Regions from separate parts of the Mus musculus genome. Here regions 2, 3, 4 and 5 are each linked to region 1. The links are chromatin contacts, called in public Micro-C and promoter capture Hi-C maps. All regions are on one chromosome and are shown on one strand. Each heading gives the region's core, a stretch centred on a gene start, on an enhancer-like site or on the middle of the called end of the contact. The rest is flanking DNA. Distances are from core to core; before and after follow the strand shown. Region 1 holds the start of Peak1 (pseudopodium-enriched atypical kinase 1). Region 2 holds the start of Dmxl2 (Dmx-like 2). Region 3 holds the start of Dnaja4 (DnaJ heat shock protein family (Hsp40) member A4). Region 4 holds the start of Tmem266 (transmembrane protein 266). Region 5 holds the start of Idh3a (isocitrate dehydrogenase 3 (NAD+) alpha).

Region 1 (2,733 bases), core at 26-2,525:
GGCTGAAAAAAAAAAAGAGAAAGAAAGAAAAGAAAGAGAAAGAAAGAAAAAGATCAAGTCAACAGATAGGCCACCAAACAGAATACTCAAAGCAATTCCGACTCAGGTGAAAAAGCAGTTCATGCACATCATCCAGTGGCTTAAAAATAGTCTTTTATGTAAGTCACCAAGTATTTAATTGAGAGTGTACTCTTACCACATTCAACAGAGGCAAAGAAAAATGTACTGGGTTTTCTATAGTAAGGCCAATAAAGATGAAATCATAGTTTTCCTCTAACTCATCTCTATCCTTCAACACCAGCCATCCAATAACTCCATTCCACAGCTCTGGTTCCTCAATTTGGGTCCTTAAAAACTGGACTGCAGACATGGGGCCTGGGGGAGGGGGACTGGAGGGCGGACTACTCTTTGATATTGCTCTCAGCAGTCCTTAATGAAGTCCAAGAACAAAATCAAGCTCTCCAACAAATGGAGCATAAGATGGGGGATAACGAGAAGGGGACCCAATTCAGATGGGTAGTCCTCTTCGAAGGAGGAAAGGAAATTGGCAAGAACCCATAAGCCAAAGGGCAAAGAAAAACAAATGTCTAACCCAGCCTCTCAAAATCCCAAACCCCTAAGCAACCTAGGAAGCCTGCGCACATTAGGGGCTCCCTGGCCAGAGCGTAAAGTGAGCAGGCACAGAGCCACCGGTTCCGTCCTGACTGCTGAGGCAAGGCTGAGCCTGATCCTCCAAAGTCTGGGAGTGAGGCGACCATACAGACTAGGCAGAAGCCCTTCTTGCCCCAGCCTCCACATCTCCAGCTCCTCTAAGGCTTCACTTTCCCCTGGAGCCTCGCAGCCCAGCCCCGGGAAGTCCCTAGCCGCCAGGTTCCAACTTTCCCTCCTCTGGGGGGCGCCGCGCTCCCGGGACCATCGCAGCCAGGGTAACGAGGCCTGGGCCGGTGGGGGGCATGAGAGGGCTCGCGGCGCCCGCGGGGCGCGTGGGTGGCCGGGGCACTGCAGCCCGCGCCCCGCAGGACGCACGGGCTGCCGAGCCCCTGCGGCGCCACCCAGTCCCGATCCCCCCTAGGTCCGCGTCCTCACCTCTCGGCGACCCTGGCCCCATAAGCCAGCGCGTGTGGGAAAGGGACCGGAGGGTACGTGGGCAACCCTGCCCCCGTTACCTGAGGGGAGCACAAGCCGTTGCGATATTCAGCATTGCCTCCTGTCCCGTCCCCTTTCTGGTGATCGCGGCCGCCTCCACCGAGCAACTGACACAACTAACTAACTACTCGCGGCCGCGGAGTCCACAGCGCGCTCCCGGCCGCTCTCCGTCCGCCCAGCCCACCAGTCCGCTCGCTCCTCCCAACCCTGCACGCCGCCCCGCCGCGCGCACCCTTGCCGCTTCACTTCTTCAGACCGCGCGCGCTCGCCCGCGCGTGCCCGCACCAAACCTCGGCGGTCTCCGAGCTCTACTCTCAGCCCCATGGGAGGAGTTGACAAGAGGCCACGCCTCCCTGAGTGCCAATATCCGGAGAACACGAGCTAGAGAAAGTCTGATTGGCTGAGGGGTGGAGCCAAAGCCAGGGGGCGGGGCGGCAGGGACCTTGAGTCCATGTGACGGGGAATTTGGGTTCAATTAAACGCCAGTGGAAAGAAACAGCGCAGATTTGGATTTTTTTCGGGGCCGAATCACCTTAAGTCAGCCATTCGTCTAGTACAGAATAACTATCCTCTAAGAGTCCAGTATACAGTAATTAAAATTTAAGTCCCACTATTTTTTGAGAGCCTTAGCAATGAAAATGAAAACTACATTTCCCAAGAACCTTCGCGAAAGTGTGTCTCACCTTGCGTGGTCACGTAGTCCTTCGCCGCATTGGGCAAAATAATCCCTTCATTTCTCTGAAAGTATCGGGTATAACATTTCACGTCTCTCCTCAACGGAACAATTCTCAGTATTACCACGTTAAAAGAAGTTACCTATCTGGAGGTGACTAAGTGATTAGGTAAAGAGTAAGAAAAGACACCAAAATAAAGTACTGCGGAGGAATTTCTGTCAAGCTGTGAGACGACGGAGTGAAGAGTGAAGGCGATTGCGAGGGGCTGAGGGAATTGTCCTCTGTGCAAGGGACTTTCATTAGTCCCCAGGCCCCTGCCTGCTCCTGCCGTCAGCAGGTTAGTAAGCAAGACGAGCATGGGGGTGGCAACAGTCGAGATGTCCTTCCCCCTTTGAAGATCATCCTTCTTTTGCTGCTGCTGTTATTGGTTTGTCTTGGTTTAAGGCCCACTGAATGGGGGCGCCTCACTTCCGGTTGGGGGAAGGGAGACATGCTGTCATAGGGGAGGGGGAACTGTAACTCACTTCCTGTGGGGGTAGGATGATGTTTGGGGGGTGTCCAAGCCACTTCCCGTGTTGATGAGAGCCAGAAAAGGTGTTGGTTTGTGCCATTCTCAGAGAGAGTTCCTACAGCCTTGGGGTTGTATTTTCACGTCACAAGTTCGGTTATTTCCCCAAATTATGATAATCACCAGGCCACGATCAGAATTTATGTATTTTGTTTCTGTGTGTAAATTGGAAAATCTCTCCCCAGCAAGATTGTCTTAATGCTGTCTCCAAAGAATTTTAAACACCTTGTTAAAATTCTCTGCAAGATTACATACTTTGTTATGTGACTTGTGAATTGCCCACCCTTGCACCCAAGTCAAGCTTGTCCTTAACTGAGTGAAGTAGTGTAGGCTCTACCTAGACAC
Region 2 (2,961 bases), core at 401-2,900, 1.9 Mb before region 1:
TTATTGGGCTGGTATTTTTTTTTAACGATTTTCATTGTGGGGGAGGGGCAACCCTGAATACACAGTAAGCATATGGAGGTCAGAGGGCAACCTGGCATGAGTTTGTCCTCTCCTTCCACCATGTGAGTCATGAGGGGGTTGAATTCAAGTCTCTAGGTTTGGTAGTAAGCACCTTTATCCAGCAAGCCATGTCACAGGGCCCTAGACTGATGTTTTAAGTCACATGTGTAGCAAACTCAGCACCACTGATTAGTGAAAGAATAATATGTCAAACAACCCTATTTTTAAAAGTATTCTTTCAAAACTAGAACAAACCTGAGCTGACTACATCTTAAAATTATTAAGGCCAAGAAGCAACCTTGTTGAGGTTTTTTTTTTTAAATGAATCACAAAACATTAAAAACAGATAAAGTGTTCCAGAATGCAGTGCTACATAATGATTCTGCAGTTTTGCTGTAATTTTTCCTGCAGTTTTACAAACATGCTGCTGTAGACATCAAATCAAATGGTTCCCGTTGTCTAAAAAGCATATTACTAAGCAATATCCAATTTAATTAAGCATAATGATTATCAATATGTACTTAATAGAGGTCTCACTAATACAATTCCTTCTAAGAAGGACCATGTATATACTTAATATAAAAAACATTATTAATCCGTGTGAATCTTACAAAATAATCTCTGGGAGAGCTTGATTTTATCAGCCTTTTCTCAAAAAAGGATTGATGAATCCCACCCATCTGGCTGAGAAACTGACTATGTCGTGTAGGGAGGTGCTGGTTTCCAAAACGCTATGTTTACATACATTTTTATCACACGCCCAAGGAAAGTCTTAAAATGTAACACTGCTTCAGGCTTTAAAAAAATTAAAAAAAAAAAAACTAGCTTGCAAAGATTAAGTTAATACCTGAAAGGATTACCGAAACGGAACCCTGAGCTAGATAAGACAGGCCACTCATGAAAAGGTGACTTCCATTCTAACTCTTTCAGGGAGAGAGCGGATTTTTCTATTCCCGTATGCTAAAATTCTACCTAGGGAGATACAGAGGGCGCGTTTAAAGCCGCAGGCAGCTCGGGAGGCCAGGGAGCAGCACCGCCTCCATACCCTGAGACCAAGACCGTTCGCTGCCAGCCAGGAGCAGGTGGAAGCCGCCCCGGGCTTCGGCCGCTGCCAACACCTCCCTCCCGGCACCGCAGACCCCGGGGCTGCCCCGAACCTTCCATCCCCGCCACCCGCGCACTCACCGGGCGGGCGGGCGGGCGGACGAGGGCGGTGATTCCTCATCCTTCCCCTACCCCCGCCCAAGCCCAGAGCCCAGGGGGCGTGGGTGGGCTCGTCGCTCACGGCCCTACGGGAGGCCCCAGCTCTGCTCACCGTGAAGGGGACGTCCCCGACGCTGCCCACCGAATAGCAGTTGTCCCCAGGGTTGACAGCCCCGGTGAGGACCTGATGCAGATGCATCTCGGGATTCCGGCTGGAATGAGCTCTGCGCCAGAGGAGGACGAGTCCCGCGCCCGGCCGCAGCCGCTCTTCCTGTGCGTCCTCGGGACTCAGCGCCCCGCTCGCCTGTCGTCTGCCGGCCGCCGCCCGGCCATGAGAGGCTCCGGCCGCCGCAGCCCGACCGCCGCTCGGCTGCGGAAATGCCCGGATGCTCCCACGGCCTGCCGCACCGGCGCACAGTGCGGGCGCAGGGCCGCGGCGCGTGCGAGGCGGGGGCGGCGCCGGAGAGCGCGCAAGCGGGGCGCGTGCGAGGCCGTCACGCCGCGCGCCAGGGAGAGGCCGGCGCGCGCCCGGCGCGGGGACGCGGCGCGCAGGCAAAAGAACGCGCTCACACGGGAAGCCACGCTCTCGGCGCCGCGCGTGCGCGTGCGCGCGCCACCGTCTCCAGGACAACTGCGCGCGCCGCGACGCGCGGACCCTCTGTGCCGGTTGCGCGCGCAGACCTGCGGGAGTTCCCTGGGAGCCCGGGGCCCAGACCTCCAGGGGCGGGGCCAGGGGGCCGGCCTGTTTTGCTAAGTGTTTAAGCGTCTCTCGAGGACAGCGCGTGCTGGTCAGTACCGCTGACCTCAGGGGAAGGACACTACCATCACTGGGCAATCCCATGATCTTAAGGTCCTTCTGTCTACTTTAAAGTATGCAGCATCTTACAGCCTTTAAGGGATGCTGAACTCCCCCGACAGCAAATTGTTGTGCTCACACTTTTTCTCACACGTCCCCCTAGAGACCGGTGATCCCTCTATCTAAAAGTGTTTTTCCCCCAGGGTATGATGTCATGAAGTCGCAGAATCGCCTGCTTTTCCAGGCTGTCTGCTAATTTGAAATCAGATCCCTGCCCCCACTACACACACACACACACACACACACACACACACACACACACACACCGGGTCAATTCTTTGCGATTTTTAGCTCAGGTTGTAGAAAAGAAACCGCGGCACGGAACAAAGGTTAACGAGGAAAATTTAAGACCAAACACGCACAAGGCTTACAAAAGATACAAAAATCGATGAGGTTACAATATGTTAACTAGGGGGCTGGAAGGATCTCTCTGAGGACATAGAGTAATGAGTCCCTGGATTCAATTTTGACAGGCTAGGAGCAACTAGGAATAAAGCATTATAATAAAGAAATTAGGAGAGCTAGAAAGTAAAATGTACGGGGGAGACACTAAGTTCAATGCTTGAGGCAGGTATATCAGTTAGGGGAAAGATATGATAGTTAACAAGAAATACACGCACCCAGGGGGGCTCTATGTCCAGGGCTTTCGAGACACTGAATCCACTGAGAAGCCCAGATTTTGTTCTGCCTGTCCTAAAGGCTATCTGCTACTTCTCAGCTGAAATGTATAATCAGGTGAATGTGCCGAGGGTGGAGAATGGAGGCAGATTCCGCATGTTTACTGTTCCGGGAAAGCAGCATCAGTAATCAACTAATTCCCAGCGACCTAAGGCATATCCCTT
Region 3 (2,991 bases), core at 187-2,686, 1.7 Mb before region 1:
CTTGACAGTGATCATGTCCCAGAAGTGGAGAAATAAGCCCGACGGCAGAGATTTGTGTAGAGAAGACACAGGAAAATGGAGTCACAAATTCCTGACCTCCTGTCCTGAATCTGCCCAAAAGTGACTGTTCTATAGGAGCAAGATCCAGAAAGTGGATTCTCATGTTCCCCGGAAAAGAAGCTAGCGGCTTGGCTTAATTTCTCATGGGTATTAAGTCGTTTGTATCCCTATTGCGCGCATGAAAGAGGAGCTTCAGCCACCAGATCAAAACCCAGGCCAGTGGACTCCAGGGAGCTGGCCAGGGTGGCTTCCTCTCCTGGATAAAGTGTTGCACCACGAGAAGCCTAAGTAGGCCAGAAGGGTCTGCAGTATTCTGATAGCGCTGCAGCAGCAAGTCCACACCCACATGTTTTGAGTAGTCTTAATCGTGGCATCCGTTGAAAGCAGCCTAGAGAAGTAGAAGATTGGACCGCCTGGTCTTGTAGGCTTCAGTGCCCGGTAGAGCTGCAATACTGGTTCGATGGCTCTGCCTTGGCCCATTTGTGCATTGATATGTGTGTGTATGGGGGTGGGGGTGGGGTGGGGATTCCCACTCCTGAAAAAAAAGAGAGATCACTGCTCATCCTTGAAAGACTTGGAAATAATGTCACTGTTCACAGGTGATAGACGTCATCACTGCTCACAGCTGGGAAACGTCACTCCTCACCCTTGGGGTACTTATGAGGTTTCCAGCTGTGGGCAATAGAGAGGCCAGTGTCCAAACTCAGGCCACCTAAAGGCCACTGTTCACATCTTCAAAGGCTAATGGTCACCCAGCCTTCAAGATGCCTAGGGGGAACCAGCCACCGCAGGATCTCGACGCCACCACAGAAGGCAGCCATTCACTCCAACACCCCCCAAAATGCAACAATCCAAGGCAGACCCCAGAGCACACCCCCGCAGTGACCGAACAGAAGGGGGCCACACCCCGAGGCAGAGGCCGGGTGGGGTCCGCGCGTCCGCTGACCTCCCAGTCCAAGCTCTCCTCTGCCCAGGGTTCGCGCACACGAGGCCCTCCTGCAGGCCATCGGATCCCAGAGCGACCCAACCCCGCGGACCCACGCAAGGGCAAGGGGACGGCCTCGGGGCGGCGTGACAATCGGCAGCGAACGACTTCCACCACGAAGCCCGAAACCTCCACGCCGAAGCCCCCCACCCCCGAGCACCCCAACATGGCCCGTGGCGGCAGTCAGAACTGGAGCTCCGGGGAGTCGGACGGCCAGCCAGAGGAGCAGACTTCAGAAGAGAACGGGTGAGCGCGCGCGCCCGGCCGGAGGACCGAGCCCCGGAGCCGCCGGAACCTCCGCGAACGTTCTGGGCCTATGTGGCGTCACGCCTCCTGGCGGAACCTTCCGCCGGCGCCGAATAAAAGCCGGCGGCGGAGGTACCGGCGGCTCGAGTGCGGCGGTGCCGGGAGCGCAACTGGGTCCCGGGCTCACGCTCGGGACGGAGCCCCGGGAAGCGGCCGCGACCGAGACGGTGACGCGCAGGCCGGCGTCGGGGGCACGGGCCGGGGGCGTCGGGGGCGCGCTGACCCGCTTCGTCCGCCCCACCCCGCAGAGACAAGATGGTGAAGGAGACCCAGTACTATGACATCCTGGGGGTGAAGCCCAGCGCGTCCCCGGAGGAGATCAAGAAGGCCTATCGGAAGCTGGCGCTCAAGTACCACCCGGACAAGAACCCGGATGAGGGCGAGAAGGTGCGGGGCCCCGCGGGGTGTCGGGGTTACGGGAGGACCCGGGCTGTGAATTATTGAAGGCGACGCAGAGGCTCTCTCCAGGAGCCGCGCCAGCCCGAGGGAGGCCGCGGGGCGCAGTCAGTCGGGGGCACCTAGCAAGGCTAGGTGCGGGGCGCCAGTGCCAGCAGCCATCCGCACCTTCGTTCGCTCTACAAGTGTTTCTGGAGCCCCTGCTTCCGGGCTGTGAGGACCCTGACGGGGATCCGTGCTGACCTCTGGGAGCACAGCTCTCTGAGGCAGCCCTGGCATTCCTGTGGGAGAAGACACCGGCAAACCAGAAACCCTGGCACCGGTGAACAGAAGCTATGTGCTTGTTGGGGACCCCCCCCGGCAGCGAAATATTGTGTTTCTGTTCCGCGTGTTGCATAAGCCCTAGGGATGAGTTCCTGTGATCTGACTTGTACCTTAGACAAACCCAGCGTCCCTCTTGAGAGGGACTGAGTGGATATGATCTGTGAGGGCCACCTCCTGCCTGATACAGTTTTCAGACACGGAATCATCACTTTTTTTGTCGTTATTAATCAGGGGTGCAGAAGTCTGTAACCCGACACATCTGCTTATAGTGAGAACTCCAGGTTTCCTGTGACAAATGACCCACGGTTGACCATAAGTACTGACAGATAATAGGCTGAAGTGCTCTGCAACTGGTGTCCTAATTTGAACCTTTTCCATCCTGTTTACAGAAATAAGGCATTCTTCATTTTGTTCCCAAAGCGGAAATGGCCCACCTGAATAGGAGACTCAAAGTACCAGCCATTGCAAGGAGAGTTGGCTAGCTAGTCTGTTTCACTTCTTGTCGTTTAAGAAAACAAAACAAACCCCCAAGGAAACCAAACAAAAAACCCACTTTGGCTGCCCCAGATGAATCTGGGGAGCCAGCGCCATGGTGGGAGCGCATAGCAGTCACACCTGGATCACTTTTGGAGCCGCTGATCACCCTGTCTAGCATTTAGACCTGGGGAAATGACACTCGGATCAAAATACCTGTCTGCATTAGTAATTCCAAGCTGGAGCAGGCAGACTGCTGAAGGTTGGCTGTGGCAGCAATGATAGAATATTTATATTTAGCCACATGTGCCGAATGAATGTGGCTGTCACAAGTTTAGAATGCCTCCCTGTAAAGACCATTATACCCATTTGTGTCCCTTCTCGTCTATATTTAGGTGGCTTACTGTAGCTTTTTAAGTCACCAGCTTTCTGTGTTGTGTTGGTGA
Region 4 (2,940 bases), core at 368-2,867, 1.1 Mb before region 1:
TATGTCTACAGGCTAATCTAGTGGAGACAACTCTTGGAGTGGATTCAGCCACTAACAACACACACACACACACACACAGAGAGAGAGAGAGAGAGAGAGAGAGAGAGAGAGAGAGAGAGAGAGAGTTTTCTTTCTTTTTTCTTTCTTTTCTTTCTTTCCAACAATGTCTCCCATTCGGTAGGGTAGTCTGTCTCCTCCCTCTTGATTTTCTGGCACATGGGGTAGGGGTGGGGAGTGATTAGTTTCATGCAATCTCATTAATTCCAGGGATTATTGTTTGTGCTTGTTATTGGAGTCTAATTCAGGAAATCTTTGTATCTCAATGTTTTGCCAGATGGCTAACCAGCGAAACACTGTCATGAATGCTGTTCAAAGCCCTTAAGGAAACTTAAGTGTAGTTCTACTAAATGGGGGGTCACGGGGAGGTAGTATGGAGGGAGGACAGCATTTCTACTTTCCAGTCTATTTATGCCTAGAACCAGTAGGGGGAAATCCTGTCAAGCCAAATAACTTCTACAACTGTTTTCTCCAAGGACCCCCTGCCCCCCGAAATTAGACATTACAGATGGTTAAGAAATGTTGGTAGGTGAGGACTAAACAAAGACATACTTTTCCATGTACATTCCTTGTCTAGACATTTCTGTATCTATTAAAAAACCGATCCGAGCCCTTCAGGCGGTTCTATGTATGGTCTGGGTTTTAAAGCTTTCAATTCTAATTTCTACCGTTTTGCTAGTGGAAGAGAAGGCAAGAAAGTCGCAGGCGTTCCTGAAGGCCACGTGAACCTAACCAAATAGTGATTATTCTGGAGGGGAAGCCAATGGGGGAGAACCCCAAAGTCACTCAGGAACTTTGTGCCCTAGAGAAAGAAGGGTTTCCGATCTTTAAAGTATCTAACATAAGAAGGCCAAAACCCCAAAGGAAAGCGGCTATTTTTAAAAAACTGTTTTTAAAAACTGTTCACAGCAGTAAGCTTTTTTTTTTTTTCCTTTTCACACGTGAGGCTTTTTTTTTTTTTTTTTAAACCCCCAGATTGCTCAGTCACTCTGTCTACTCTAGGCATTCTCAATCGGGACAGGCGCTTCAAGGGCAGAAAACTCTTCATTTACAATACATGACCAACACGCACAGTGTATCTGTCACGTGAGAATGTGATGGGGACCACCGAGGGGTGGGCAATGCCTTCAAAGGCTCCTTGGGGCAATGCACACACCAGGGGCGGCAGGCAGAAACCTCGGAGGACACTGCGCGCCGCTACTCACAGCACAGTGTGTGAAAACGCACCCAGGGCGGTACCGTGGGACCGCAGGCGCCCGCCCGCCCTCGGCCGCACCAGCCAGCCTCCGCTTCGAGCTCCTGCCCCCTGTCACCCGCGCCACGAGGCCCGCTTGCCCTTCGCCGGGGGTGACTGCCCACACGCGGCCCCCGCTGGTCGCAGTTTCCTAGACAGCCGCGCGGCCCCTCTGCAGCCTCCGGAACGCGCGAGCGGGAGCGGGAGCGGGCAGCGAGAGCGCAGGCGCGGGCCCGGGAGAGCCGCCGTCCCGAAAGCGCGTGCGCGCGCGCTCGAGCGGGGTGGGCGGAGGGGCGGAGGGAGCGGCGGGGCCGCGAGGGGGCGGGGGGGTGGGGGGGCGGAGAGGGGAGCCCCGGGAGCGGGAGCGCGGGCCCGGCGCTGCAGAGCAGAGCGAATCCTGAGCTCCGGCAGCAGGTACGTGTTCTTGCAGCCGGCAGCCGCCGGGGCTTCCCCGGCTGTGGCCCGGGCGGGCGGGTGAGGGAGGCAAAGGTAGGGGCCGGATCGTGGTTTGCAGGGTGACTGCCCTGGAGGACTAGGATCCTGCAGCTGACCTTCATGTCCCGGGCTGGGGAGCCGGACGACCATCCTCTGGGGAGCACGGGGTCTTCAGATCCAGACTGGGGATCTGCTTGTCACATGCTTCTTATTTATTTTTGCAAACTGTCCTGGTTCGGGTCCAGCTGCGGATGCCTTCCCTCCTATTCTTTGCCTCTGTGTGCCATCTTGCATTTATTAATAAAACATGAAAGCTGGGGGTGCGGGAGGTTTGCTTCTAAGGGGAATCCCATTGCAGTATAGCAAGTGGACGCCTATTTTCGGTTTTCAGACGTGGTGTAGAGGTGGAAATCCCACACCCTAGGGGTTTGTGGCTTTGCTGGTCGTGACCACTTCCTAGTGGGCTTCCCCGGTTTGTCGCTAGGTGCCCCAGCGGCAGGATGGACGGTCTGGAAAGGATGGAGGGTTTCATGTCAGCCTGGCGTACTGTTCCGAGGACAGGTGCAGACAGTTCCCTGCTTGCTAACTTGCCAGGGAGGTTTAAACCCAGGAAAGAAATTCTTTCTAAATTGTTAATAGGAGGCCTTGAATTGAGCATCTGAGTCTTGCTTACTCAGACTCATCGCGGTTTTGCATCTGAAGCCGATTAAAGCTAGCCACCTGTTGGAAGTCAGACCCCATACTCCATTCTGTTTCATAGTCACCAATACTGAAATAATGAGGTCCGTAAGACCCCATTCTATCCTCTTTAAATGTGTTGCCTGCCAATTCTTTCTTTTGAAATAAATTCTCATTTTTTCCATTATATAGTTTAGACTGAAATATGATTTACTTATATTCCATATACATACATCACCATATTCTAAGCACTGGGTTTCTCTTCAGGGTATATTATCTATTTCCCTAGCTTTAACTTGGCTGTGAAGAAGAGTGGGGAAAGTGGACTGTATGTAACTGCTCCCTATGGCCCTCCCCCAGGAATAATATAGTGAAAAGAACAGAAAGAGCCGGAAGCACAAAATGAAAATGACTCGCAAGCTGTGGGGGTCCAGCAGCTGGACTGTGGTACCACATTAAACCAGGAGATGTACTTGTAGGGACCCAGTGCTGAGCTAAACGCCATTTGTGGCTCATTTCCTTGGGTCTTCACTGCA
Region 5 (2,959 bases), core at 245-2,744, 1.8 Mb before region 1:
AGTTACTTATATTTGGTCAGACTAAACCCCCTCTTACTCTTTTTGAAGTAAGAGTTATAGTGTGTAAATGGAGAATGTGAGTGTGGTGTGTGTGTGTGGGGGGGAGAGAGAGAGAGAGAGAGAGAGAGAGAGAGAGAGAGAGAGAGAGAGAGGGAGGGAGAGAGAGAGAGAGCGCTTGAGTGCTTGAGTGCTTCATGGCTTCATGGTAGGTATCCTTACCTTAGCTTTTGAGACAGGTCTCCCACTCACTAAACAACCTGGGGCTCATCATATCAGCTAGGCTGTCTGGCAATGGCAGCAGGATTCACCTAGCTCTGGATTTTCATTGCTGGGGTTATAGATGCTCACTCTTTCCTGACTCTTTACATGGGTACTGGGTATTGAATTCAGGTCCTCATGCTTTTGAAACAAGCACCTAACCCACTGGGCCATCTCCCCAGCCCAAGAGCTGTGTTTTCTGAATTTATTTTATGAAAACACTTACATTTGCTAAAAACTTCAGATTGTACATTTACATCAAGTACTTTTTAAAAGATTTGTCTATTTTATGTATATGAGTGTTTTGTCTGCATGTAGGTGCCTGTGCCATATTGGTATCTGGTGCCCTGTGAGGCCTGAAGAAGGTACTGGATCCTCTACATCTGGAGTTACAGACATTTGTGAGCCATCATGAGGGTGCTGGGAACTGAATCCGGGTCCTCTGCAGACTAATAAATGCTTTTTATTCAGTAAAGCTATTAAAAAAAAATAAAAATTAGCCAGATGATGGTGGAACACGCCTTTAATCCCAGAACTCGGGAGGCAGAGGCCAGATCTCTGTAGGTTTGAGGCCAGCCTGGTCTAGCGAGTGAGTTTCAGGGTAGCTGAGGCTATGCAGAAGAACCCTGTCTCAAAAAACAAAACAAAAAAATGAAAATTTAAAAAAAAATGTAAGAATCAAGTTAGGCGAGGTGGTGCATGCCTACAGTCCCTGTACCTGGGAGATAGAGGCAAGAAAAGAGGAACCCCTGGCAGTCCGGGGTTCAAACCCAGCCTCAGCTACATAATCAGTTTGAAGCTCCATGATACTGTCTTAAGAAATGAAACAAAACAAAACAATGTTTGAAAATAAGCAAGATATTTGTCCCAGTGGGACCGCAAAGTTTTAAGGGGCGCACAATCCCCCAAATAAAGAAGGCTGATTGGTCCCCTAATAGGTCGGAAACAAAAAACTCATCCAAACAGCTTTTCAATGAATGAAGCGGGAGGAAGGGGAGGAGGCTTCCGGGTCGCAGCTGGGCCCGCTCCGCGCGTCATCAAAAGATGAAGGCGGTGATTGGTCAGCTAGCGGCAGCTGTGCAGCGGGGTCCGGAGCGGGGCGGTGAGCGATCGAGAGACCCGAGCTAGGGGCGGGGCCACACGGAGCCTCGGGGCGGGGCCGTGAGGGGCGGGCTTGGGAAGAGGGCTATGCGCATGCGCCCTGGTGTTGCCGCTGTCGCCGCGGTGAGGGAAGTGGACGCGATGGCCGGGTCCGCGTGGGTGTCCAAGGTGAGCGCTACAGGGCAGCAAGCTCGAGGGCGAGCAGGGAGAGTAGGCTGTGATCCCGCCTGATGGATGGCGGAGGCGAGCGCGCGGAGGCGGCTCATGGCCCGCGGGCAGTGTTTCGGGGAATGTGGCCGGCACGCCGTGCGTGGCTAGCCCTGAGCCGGGACAGCCGCGCCGGGCGGGGACGGCGTCAAGGTCAAGGCGGCCAGTACTGCTCCGGGTGTCCCCACCAGTGTCCTCCAGGATAGGTGCACAGGCCTCCCCCGGAGCCCTTGAGGGTCACAGACAGGCCACCTAGGCCCCGCGGCCCTGTCACCTGCGGGTCTCCGGGCAGCATGCCCAGGTCGCCCCTCCCTGATCCCTCAGCCTTTGACCGGGTAAACGCTGGGCGCAAGAGGGTTTTCGAGGTGAGGGAATCCCGGGCCGTTAGGCCAGCCAGATTTTTCTCTCTCTTGGAACTCTTCCTAGTCTGATGCCTGGTGCCCTGGTAGGTATTCCTCCTTCAGAGGACGCAGGGCATCGTGCTCCTTGGAGTTATACTCTGAACGTTCAGGGAGATCGCATCATCGTCCTTTCACCTTCAGTTGTTGGGACCCAGCGATCTGGGACTCTCTAGTTCTCCCTGATAGTTCAGGTACTAGAGCTGGAAGGCGCTTCAGGTTACATATGCAGTCTTTTCGTTTCCTGGTGGAGCTGACCTGCCCTCGAAGACAAATTTGCTCAAGGTCATACAGGAGGTCATTGTCATCTTTGAGAGAAACCCGAGGTATTTTGATTTTCTGTCTCTCCGGTGGCCAAGGTCACTTAGCTAATTATGGATATAGTACTGACCAGGCCGTAGGTCATCTGATGCCGTCGTGGGTGGCTCTCTAGAAGTCTGCTATAAGCAATGCAGATTTTTAAATGAAATTTGTATTGCCCTTCTCCTTTAAAGAGAGGTTTGGAGATGCACTATTGTTTATTAATAATTCAATTTAGGGGTTCTTAATTTTAAATCCTGACAAAGCCATTGGCCAATTGTGTATCCTCTGCAAACTATTTAACATCTGCGAACCCACCTGTAAGATACATGTGCTTGTGTCACAGGTATTTCTGCATGAAAGCACCTATTCCATGTAGAAGGACATGAAAGCCTGAAGCTTTCCTAGCTATCGATGTATCTGTCTTGGCAGTGATCAAGCAGACAGTGATTCTGGGACATCAGTAACTAGGCTTTTTTGTTTGGTGACTAGAATCTACGTTGTCACTATGTTCAGACCCACTTTTGCTTGAGATGCTGTTAGGTCACATTTGGTTTTAAAGGTGTAGCAACAAGTCAGTCCTTTAATGTCTGGGCTTACACACTCTACCTGATTCATGTTGCTAGGTGTAGTCAGCCTTGGGGGACTAAATAAGGCTAAGTAGTAAAGAGCGTCCTGGAAAATTGCTTTTTCCT

The links. Promoter capture Hi-C pulls out the DNA fragments that hold promoters and counts their contacts. A called contact is a pair of places that touch in the nucleus more often than the background predicts.
Region 2: a Micro-C map of embryonic stem cells shows a contact between it and region 1, with 12 times the contacts expected there. The contact joins the promoter of Dmxl2 here to the promoter of Peak1 in region 1. A contact is called at or near these places in 1 of 39 promoter capture datasets (liver), 3 of 484 Hi-C or Micro-C datasets (all in embryonic stem cells) and 1 of 115 datasets of contacts at active chromatin or transcription factors (astrocytes).
Region 3: a contact with region 1 is called in a promoter capture Hi-C map of erythroid cells, with 23 times the contacts expected there. The contact joins the promoter of Dnaja4 here to the promoter of Peak1 in region 1. A contact is called at or near these places in 3 of 39 promoter capture datasets (erythroid cells, hippocampal neurons and liver) and 1 of 115 datasets of contacts at active chromatin or transcription factors (astrocytes).
Region 4: a contact with region 1 is called in a Micro-C map of embryonic stem cells, with 5 times the contacts expected there. The contact joins the promoter of Tmem266 here to the promoter of Peak1 in region 1. A contact is called at or near these places in 1 of 484 Hi-C or Micro-C datasets (embryonic stem cells) and 2 of 115 datasets of contacts at active chromatin or transcription factors (astrocytes and large pre-B cells).
Region 5: a promoter capture Hi-C map of pre-B cells shows a contact between it and region 1, with 5 times the contacts expected there. The contact joins the promoter of Idh3a here to the promoter of Peak1 in region 1. A contact is called at or near these places in 3 of 39 promoter capture datasets (erythroid cells, liver and pre-B cells).

Annotation. Positions count from the first base shown.
Region 1 is chr9:56,416,775-56,419,507 of GRCm38.p6, forward strand. Peak1 (pseudopodium-enriched atypical kinase 1) reads right to left here and starts at 1,276. Exons shown (of 7, transcript NM_172924.3): 1 at 1,167-1,276. It overlaps Hmg20a (high mobility group 20A), which reads left to right and starts at 1,845. Exons shown (of 10, transcript NM_025812.3): 1 at 1,845-2,157.
Region 2 is chr9:54,499,976-54,502,936 of GRCm38.p6, forward strand. Dmxl2 (Dmx-like 2) reads right to left here and starts at 1,651. Exons shown (of 44, transcript NM_172771.2): 1 at 1,376-1,651. The coding sequence starts at 1,462.
Region 3 is chr9:54,698,123-54,701,113 of GRCm38.p6, forward strand. Dnaja4 (DnaJ heat shock protein family (Hsp40) member A4) reads left to right here and starts at 1,437. Exons shown (of 7, transcript NM_021422.4): 1 at 1,437-1,738. The coding sequence starts at 1,607. Gm46113 (a long non-coding RNA gene) reads right to left here and starts at 598. Exons shown (of 2, transcript XR_001779175.2): 1 at 1-598.
Region 4 is chr9:55,325,296-55,328,235 of GRCm38.p6, forward strand. It overlaps Tmem266 (transmembrane protein 266), which reads left to right and starts at 1,618. Exons shown (of 11, transcript NM_172923.4): 1 at 1,618-1,705.
Region 5 is chr9:54,585,017-54,587,975 of GRCm38.p6, forward strand. It overlaps Idh3a (isocitrate dehydrogenase 3 (NAD+) alpha), which reads left to right and starts at 1,495. Exons shown (of 11, transcript NM_029573.2): 1 at 1,495-1,527. The coding sequence starts at 1,501.